Linked DNA regions of Bicyclus anynana: region 1 is linked to region 2. Evidence: chromatin contacts called from public Hi-C data. All regions are on one chromosome and are shown on one strand. Each heading gives the region's core, a stretch centred on a gene start, on an enhancer-like site or on the middle of the called end of the contact. The rest is flanking DNA. Distances are from core to core; before and after follow the strand shown. Region 1 holds the start of LOC128199890. Region 2 overlaps LOC112046662 (sal-like protein 3).

Evidence for each region. Hi-C and Micro-C count contacts between places; a contact is called where the count stands out from the background.
Region 1: a contact with region 2 is called in a Hi-C map of whole body, with 6 times the contacts expected there. The contact joins the promoter of LOC128199890 here to the enhancer-like site in region 2. A contact is called at or near these places in 2 of 2 Hi-C or Micro-C datasets (whole body and whole larva).

What each region holds. Positions count from the first base shown.
Region 1 is chr3:9,175,752-9,179,943 of ilBicAnyn1.1, forward strand. It overlaps LOC128199890, which reads left to right and starts at 2,118. Exons shown (of 2, transcript XM_052891232.1): 1 at 2,118-2,563; 2 at 3,598-4,192. The coding sequence starts at 2,380.
Region 2 is chr3:8,863,689-8,867,790 of ilBicAnyn1.1, forward strand. LOC112046662 (sal-like protein 3) reads right to left here. Exons shown (of 9, transcript XM_024083373.2): 2 at 2,513-4,102; 3 at 1,436-1,621; 4 at 1,086-1,219. Among protein-coding and RNA genes, the nearest start is that of LOC112046662, 17 kb to the right of the region's middle. Within about 2 kb of position 1,768, at least 7 of the 8 cell types and tissues checked have open chromatin away from gene starts, as enhancers often do.

The sequences.
Region 1 (4,192 bases), core at 868-3,367, 310 kb after region 2:
TACCCTTCGCGCTCTGAAGATTCCCAACTTTGGAATTAATTAAATTAAACTTGGAAATGAAATATTAACACTTTAACGTATAAAATTTAATACCGTTAAGTTATAACGTGATTATTCAACTCCTCGGCAATTTTCAAAAACATCTCGGAAATGAGATTTGTAGACGCGTAGCTAGCGCCATCTTTGAGCGCCTTCCGCCTTGCCGGCGACGAGACGCTCGCCACTTGCTACTGTGAAATTAATTTTCTTCGTCTTTATGTAATTTAATTATAAACATTTCAATATGGCGCCCCGGGAATTTGTGCTCGGGAGAAGTTAAATAGAAACGTTTGATACTTATCTTCTAATACACTTTGGAGATGATTGCGAGAAAATTAAATTTTTTAACGCTATTGTGTTTTGTCCAATTAAGGCGTTATTTATTATTTGAACTTATGATAAGAGTGATATATTTCTTTTTTCCAGGATTACACAAGATTCTCGACAGAGATTTCTACGCGTTTTGAAGATAAAAAGCATAAATGCAATAGGCGAATGATGAAGGAGAGTAGAATTTGAAATATCTCTATGAGTGAGAATCAGAAAACGTAAGTACGAGAGCCAGAAAGAGTTAGTAGTTCATGGCGTTAGAAAAGCGACAGTAACATTGGAAACTATACATACATATATAGTAGCGACGTACAAAATACATAAAATCCAACAAACATAATCAGAAAATAGAACGATTATGCTTATATGGGAAAAATCTAGGCCCTAGGACTATAAAGATCAAATAACAAAAATTATTTTATTTCTTTGATACACAAATTATGAACAAACCCACCGCGTCACCTAAAGCTAAAGCCTTTTTTATCAAGGTATCTCATTTTTATTTTTAAGTAGCGAACGCCGGCGACTTCGTCCACGTAGACGTTAACTTTAAAGTTTTTCACAAATCCCGCGGGAACCATGAAACCGGGACGAAAAGTAGCCTATGTGTTAATCCAGAGTAAAATCCATTTCTATTCCAAATTTTCGCCAAATCGCTTCATTAGCCGCAGCAAATAAACAAACACACACACACAAAATTTCGCCTAATATTAGTGTCATAACACATGCTTTATAAATAACCGAACTAATTGAAAAGTTTTTTACCCTCATAAATATTTTTTTATCCTCATATAAGTAGGTATACTCGTATAAAAACTAGTAGTCTAAATATATTTAATTACTTATCGTCGGAAAGTTTTCTATCAAAGTGACAATATGACATTCCATCTACAAAATTAAAACTATTATTTGTTTGGAGTGTACATTTAGCAGATGCCACTAGAGTTGGCAATTTTGCTCTAAAACGTTTACGCTTCGGCGACGAGAAGCGACATCAAACATAACGCGATGCTCGCAAACCTTTTGCCAGCTTATCTCCCATTCACTATCTGGATCTTCCCAAAATCCATCTACAGCCAGCCTTATTGTTCGATGTTTATTAAATTTCATTTTACGTTGATACAACAACACTTTTGTCGTCGGTTGCTTTTTTGTGATTTGGGACATTTTACGGGTGGATTAGCTGGTGACGTATACTTTTAAGTCTGATGTCTTTTTATACCGGTATACCGGTATGGATAGGGTTGTCAACTCTGCTTCATAGGTAGGTATGTCTGAGTTGATCAACGAAATTAAATTGTATATTTATGGGCAAATACCAACTTTTGTTAGCCTTTATCTTTTAGATGGAGACGTATGTATAATATTTGGCACATCTGCAGTACTTTAATCCGAAATTTCATCTTACTACTAGGTATAGTGGCTTTTACTGCTCTTAATCATTGCTACAAACTATACAAAATATTAAGTAAAGAGGTTAGATTGTATGTGAGTTTTTTTTTACAAAATAATGAAATAGATAGTTACGCACATTTACTACGAACATACTGCAAAATTTCCAAAATTAAAGGGTGGGTACACACTGTATGCGTTTTTTTAAAAGTCTAAACAACAATGTAGCGTTTCAGTCAGCCACACATTCTACAATAATCAAAAACATTATTTACACAATGCAGTGAACAAATCACTATTTCGGAGTAAATTTTCGGGAGTTGGCAGCCCTGAGTGCGGGCCGCTATTGCGCGTATTAGAGCGAGGCCCCATTAGTGCGTTGCGCTGCGTTGCGTCGTCGCAGCGTCGTCGCTGCGTCGTTTTCCATACATTTTTTATGACATGCCCCATTAGACCGTTGCGTCGTCGCGCGCGACGTTTCAACGGATCGACGGACAAGAGACTATAGCGGGAGGGAGGGTGATGCGCTGCGTTGTCGGAGCTCCGCTGCGACGACGGACAGTGATGCACTGCTAGAGGAGAAAGCTAGACGAGCGTAACGACATTTTCTATTTTACCATGAGTGAGCAGGATATTGATATAGATTTTCTCATATCCTTGGTCCAAGAAAGACCCATTATATGGGATAAATCACACGAACATTACAGTGATAAATTTCGTAAAGCGAATGAATGGGTAGCTGTTTGTAAAAAAATATTTCAAGATTACGAGGAGTTTGAGGACCAAAAAAAGAACAAAATTGGTGAGTTGTTATTTATTATATTATTTGTAAATTCAATACATAAGTTAATTTATATCTTTTTCAACAGCCATGGTAAAGCCCCTTCTGGACTCATAAAGTAATTAGCAAATTGATCTCTGATAAAATTTTCGGCTAATGATTCTTCATTGCTATGGGGTCTCAATTGTGAGAACCTACTTATTGCCATATTGTCTTGTTGTTTTAACCCATCGTGTTGTATAACAAAATTGTGTAAAACACAACATGCTTTCGCAATATTAATAGTTAAATCATATGACGTATCAATTGGCCTATGTAAAATGCGCCATTTATTTGCCATGATCCCAAATGCACATTCCACGTATCTACGTGCTCTGCTAAGGCGATAATTATAAACTCTTTGTTTCACATTGAGATTGGATCCGCCGTATGGGCGCATAACATGCTTACTTAAACCAAAAGCTTCATCACCGACGAGTACATAAGGGATGGGTGGCTCGTTATTATGATCATTTCCAAGTGGTTGAGGATCAGGCAATGGTAATTCATTTCTCATTAAAATCTTGTACAGTGTCGAATTTCTAAAAATAGTAGAATCACTTTCCTTACCATATGCACCCACGTCGACAAAAACAAACTTATAATTTGAGTCAACAACCGCCAGCAAAACAATTGAAAAATATTTTTTATAATTATAAAACAGAGAGCCACTTTTGTCTGGTTTTATTAAACGTATATGTTTCCCATCAATTGCCCCGAAGCAATGAGGAAAGTTAGCTTTGAGATCAAAATCTAATGCAATATTTTGTAGTTTTTCTACTGTGATCTCTTCTATGTACAGTGGTCGAACATATTTCCATATAGCTTGACAAACTGACGAAATAGTTCTAGAAATTGTTGCTCTTCCACGTTTAAATTTGAAATGCAAGTCGTTTATCGAATTTCCGCTGCCTAAGTACCTGAAATAGAAACACAAAAAAATAAACAGGGTGGCCCATTTAGATTGGTCAGTGTAGACAAGTTAGGTACTTACACATTTTTTTCTTTCTTTGCAGGTAACGAGGTTGTGAAAAAATGGAGAAGCGTGAAGGACAACTTTTTTCGATACGTAAAAAAAATAAAAGAAAACAGTTCGTCTGGATCAGGGGCAAAACAATTGAAGAAATATCATTATTACAATCAGTTGCTGTTTTTGATGAAAGTTGCCCAAAATAAAACTGATAGTAGCCTTGAAATGGTGTCTGAAGAAACGGAACGAAATGAAAACACAGCATCATCTTCTCCATTTCCTACAAAAGAAATGTCCTCGTTACCCCCAGGTCCTTCTCGCTACGTGCCTGCAAGCCGTAAGAGATCAAACCAAGCAATAGATGATTTCGAGGCGCAAGCATTAAAAGCGTTGCAAGAGAAAGAAAACCGCCACTTATCATTTTTCAAAGGAATTTTGCCTTCTTTGGACAGCTTTACGGAATTACAAACTTTGACATTCCAAAGCAAAGTTATAAATATCATTACCGAAATTCGGTTCGGGGAACAGACTCAATCAACAACATGGCAGTCACGCGGATATCAAACTGGACAACAGTATCAAGCAACACCATTGCAGTCACGCGGATATCAAACTGGACAACAGTATCAAGCAACACCATT
Region 2 (4,102 bases), core at 518-3,017:
TCATCTACAGTTTTCATCACGATTTATAATCTACACTGTACAGTAATAATATCATAGGTAAAACTTTTTTGCTCTGGTATTATGTACATTTTATAGTTGGTTGCTCTGAGTGGTTGTCAATTAGTGGATGAGCCTCATTTCATATTTGTTTATTTCTCGTTTGAGTCTGTTTTTCATTTAGCTGCTGCTTTTTTTAAAAACAATCATTTTGAACTGCGAAAATTTTAATGTAAAGCCATAGTTAGGTAGTGGATAAGGGTTAGGGTAGGGGGAGGGTAGGAGTAGGGTAAGGGTAGGGAAGAAGTGCACAAAAGTCAAAGCGAAGCTTGACCGGGTCCGCTAGTATTACATATATAAGAAACATTCGTCATGATGTCTTTGTACATTTAGAGATACATTTATGAACTTAGATTAATTTTTACAGTCAAATATCCAACAGTTTCCGAGAGTTGGTCGACATTTATTTGCCAAGTCGGTGGGCACGGATGTAAGGAAAGACAACGGCTAAAACTAATGCGAACTAAAGGCGTCGGCTAGGGACTTGTAATTACGGCCTGCAAAATTAATGCACTGAAACTTAGATGAAATGAAACCGGAGCATAAAGTTCGTCGTAGCGCACGAGCAAGTTGCTTTTCGATGTCGCGGCCAACTTCCGAGTAAAGCTCGAATACGAGTAGGGGCTTCCGTGATTTTAATAAATAAGTAATTTTATGTAGATCCACTGGTTGTTTAGATACTAAGCATATATTTGCGGATACGTTTAGATGTATGTTATTACTGGTTTTAAAATTTTATTCTAGTTTAATTATTAGATAGGTTTGATATGTTGTGAAAATTAGAAGAAATGTTGTAAAAGAGCAGATTTGTGTCGCTATTTGTGTTGGTACTCGTAACAATAAAGTAAAAGCTGGCGCCGGGCCAGCAGTATTCAATCGGAGCTCATACTTAGAACGTGACTGCTACACGATTATCATTTTGCTAGCTGCACGTATACGAAGTATCGGTGTATGAAATATGTGAAAATGTGAAATTTTTACATACTTGCGTATTTATTAAAACTATTCTTAATAAAATATTAACTCACCTTGGTAGAAAAGCCTCTATCGCAGACGGTGCACTTGAAAGGCCGTTCCTTGGTGTGGCTCCGATAGTGGATCTCCAGTGCCGAGTTGCAGGCGAATGTCTTGTAGCAGATGGTACACGTTGTGTTGCCGCGCACTGCATACAAACAAATTGACTGTTCATTGCCACTATAAAACTCCGAACATAAATACGTATCAACACAATGTTTAGTTGAATTCTAGGAAATCGTTATTTATAGTTTAATATGGGAATTGTCCAGCAAAGAGGGGTTATTGAGTAAATCATTTTTAGGAGAGAGGAGTGGAGCGGACGACCGGGGCGGACGTATAGCAAGAGCCCGCTATCGCATACCTGCGGGAGGAAAGGCAAGTCCGAGCGGGCTGAAGGGCGATCCGCCGAGCGCGCCGAGCGCCGCCAGGGGCGTCGGGGGCGACGGCAGCGGCGAGTGGTGTGGCAGACGCGGCGGCGTGGACAGCGCCGACGGCGACGGCGACGGCGACGGTGGCGACCCCCGTGCACTCCGCCCGCTCTCCGAACCTGTCGCCGATGGGAGGGAAGCCGTTGTGGTGATGGTTTTTACTTCAAATTCGGACGCCGAGGCGCAGACGGAGAGCGGTGAAGTTCGACGATCTTTGATATCTGGTTCGTCGTCGAACTCCCGAGTGGCGGGCTCGCGCTCGTCTCGGCCGCTCTCGTCGTCGGTTCCGCGGGAGTCCGCCCTTCGGTCGCCGGGAGTGGAAGGAGTGGGGAAGATAGGAGGCGGTATTGAATGGAAGGAATTGTACTCTGTGACGTCTGACCCGGGTAATGACTGACTGTTTATCTCATTATCGTGATACTGGTTAAAGAACACATTGTTTCGTTCACCCGTGTGAAGACGGATGTGTTGATGTAACATTGATGGATCCGAAAATTTTTTATGACACACGGGACATTGGTGTAATAACTGTGATGGAGGCTTTATACGGTGCACTCCCATATGTGTTTTTAAATTTCCTTTAGTGGTAAACGCACGACCACATAATTTGCATCGAAATGGTCGTTCACCAGTATGAGTCCGATAGTGCATCTGTAAAGCACTTTTACAAGACAATACGCGATGGCATACAATACATTCATTTGGATCAGATACTTTGTTATTGATATTATCTACTAATTGTTGCAATTTTGTTGTTTCTGAGGTTTTCGTGATTTCTATTAAGCTTTCCCAAGAGTTATCGTTGCTACCTGGACGTGGTAAAATTGCATTGTAAAACAATGGGTCGCGAGTAAGAGCACTATCCATTGTACTATTGGGATGGTGGTGAAATGGTGTAAGGCTACCCGAAGAAACACTACTTGGGGGGGAGTGTGGAAAAAGTGGAAATGAAGGGAAAGTACGTAGTCCCGTTGCTATTGAAATTGGTCCAGATATCGATGAAGTCTTACTTGAGAGATTTTCCGGTTGATCTGGATCGGGCTTCACGTGTGGACTATCTCTGCCGATTTGATCTTCGTTGCTGTATTTGGAATCCATACTGCAGTCATCGTACGGTGATGTGGATGGGTATCGATCTTGTTCTGCATCTTGTCCTATATCATTGTCTTCGATTTCTCGCTTAGGTGATATACGATCAGTCTCTTCAAAACTGGAATCTCGTTGACTCTCTTCGTCTTGAGGTTCAGACTTAAAAATATCAGACGCGGGTCGAGGAGGGCTTGGTGCGGAAGGTTTACTGAGATCAGCTGGTGCGTCTTGTTCTTCTCGCATAGCAAAAAGTGGGTGATGTGAGAGAGGCTTATCACCCAAAGGGCGTGGAGGCAATAAATCGTGATGCGGTGGCCTGTATAATGGCAAGTTTGGCGGAAAAGGAGCTGGGGCTCCTGGGGGAAACTGAAGTGGATGTGGCGGCATTCCAGGAATGGGCCCCGGCGACAATTGCGCTAATAACGGTGGGTGATATTTATCCAAATGTTCTGGAACGGGATTAGGGTTCATTTTGACATGTGGAAATTTCGAAGTATGCCTTTGGAAATGAACTTTAAGATTTCCTTTGGTTGTAAATCGAGAGCCACAGACGTTACATTTGAAAGGTCTTTCCCCTGTGTGAGAACGAATGTGAATTTGAAGTGCAGAGTCGCTACCGAACACTTTTCCACAATATCTACAGCGATGCTTAAAGAAAGGTTCGTTACGGCCACCACTTTTTCCATCATAAGGTGACATTTTTCCGGATTTTCGAAAAGCTAATTCGTCGGCAAGATTATTTGCTAGAAGGCCCTGTGATGCATTGTCGAGTACTTCCTGTGCCCGTTTTTGAAGCATTTCAAGTGTATTTGGTTCATTTAGGGACGGTGGAGGATCATTGTTTGTTATGATGGAAGATGCTAATGACGAAGAAATTGAACTATAAAGTGGGTGGGTCATTAAAGATGGTGAGGAAGTTGGAATCTTAGGGATAGATATCTGTTCAGTTTTGGGTGTATGATGTGTGTGAGTCGACGGCAAACTTTGGCTAGTAGGAGGAGAGGGTATAACAGGCGACGGCTCCCGTGGCGGACGCGGCGGCGACGGTGATCGAGCCGGCGTTGACGGGGCATTCTGTTCTGGTTCACTTGGCGGTGGGCTGTGTGGATCGTCTTCTTTCCGTCGAGTTAGAGATAACTGATTCTGAAGCTGACGTATTAACTGAAGTTGAAATACTTGTTGTGACTGTAAAGTGTATAGAGTGTTGTGTAACACTTGTAATTCTTGTATAGCAGCTTCGTTATTTGCATTATTTGCCATCGCTGTTGCAGCGAATTGGGCGACCGCTACTCTCGTATTTTGTAGAGCCTCAAGAGTAACGTGTCCTGCCAAAGGGAACGGCAGACCCACGGGGGGCATGTCGGCTTCAGGTATTTCGGCCTCGCCGTCTTCGAGACTATTATTATTTTCAGCATCTTGTCGATGCCTCCTGACTTGCTCTAGTCGTTTATTGGGACCATCCATTTCTTCATCCCCTGACACTACCATATCCTCCGGATCGGAGTGCATCC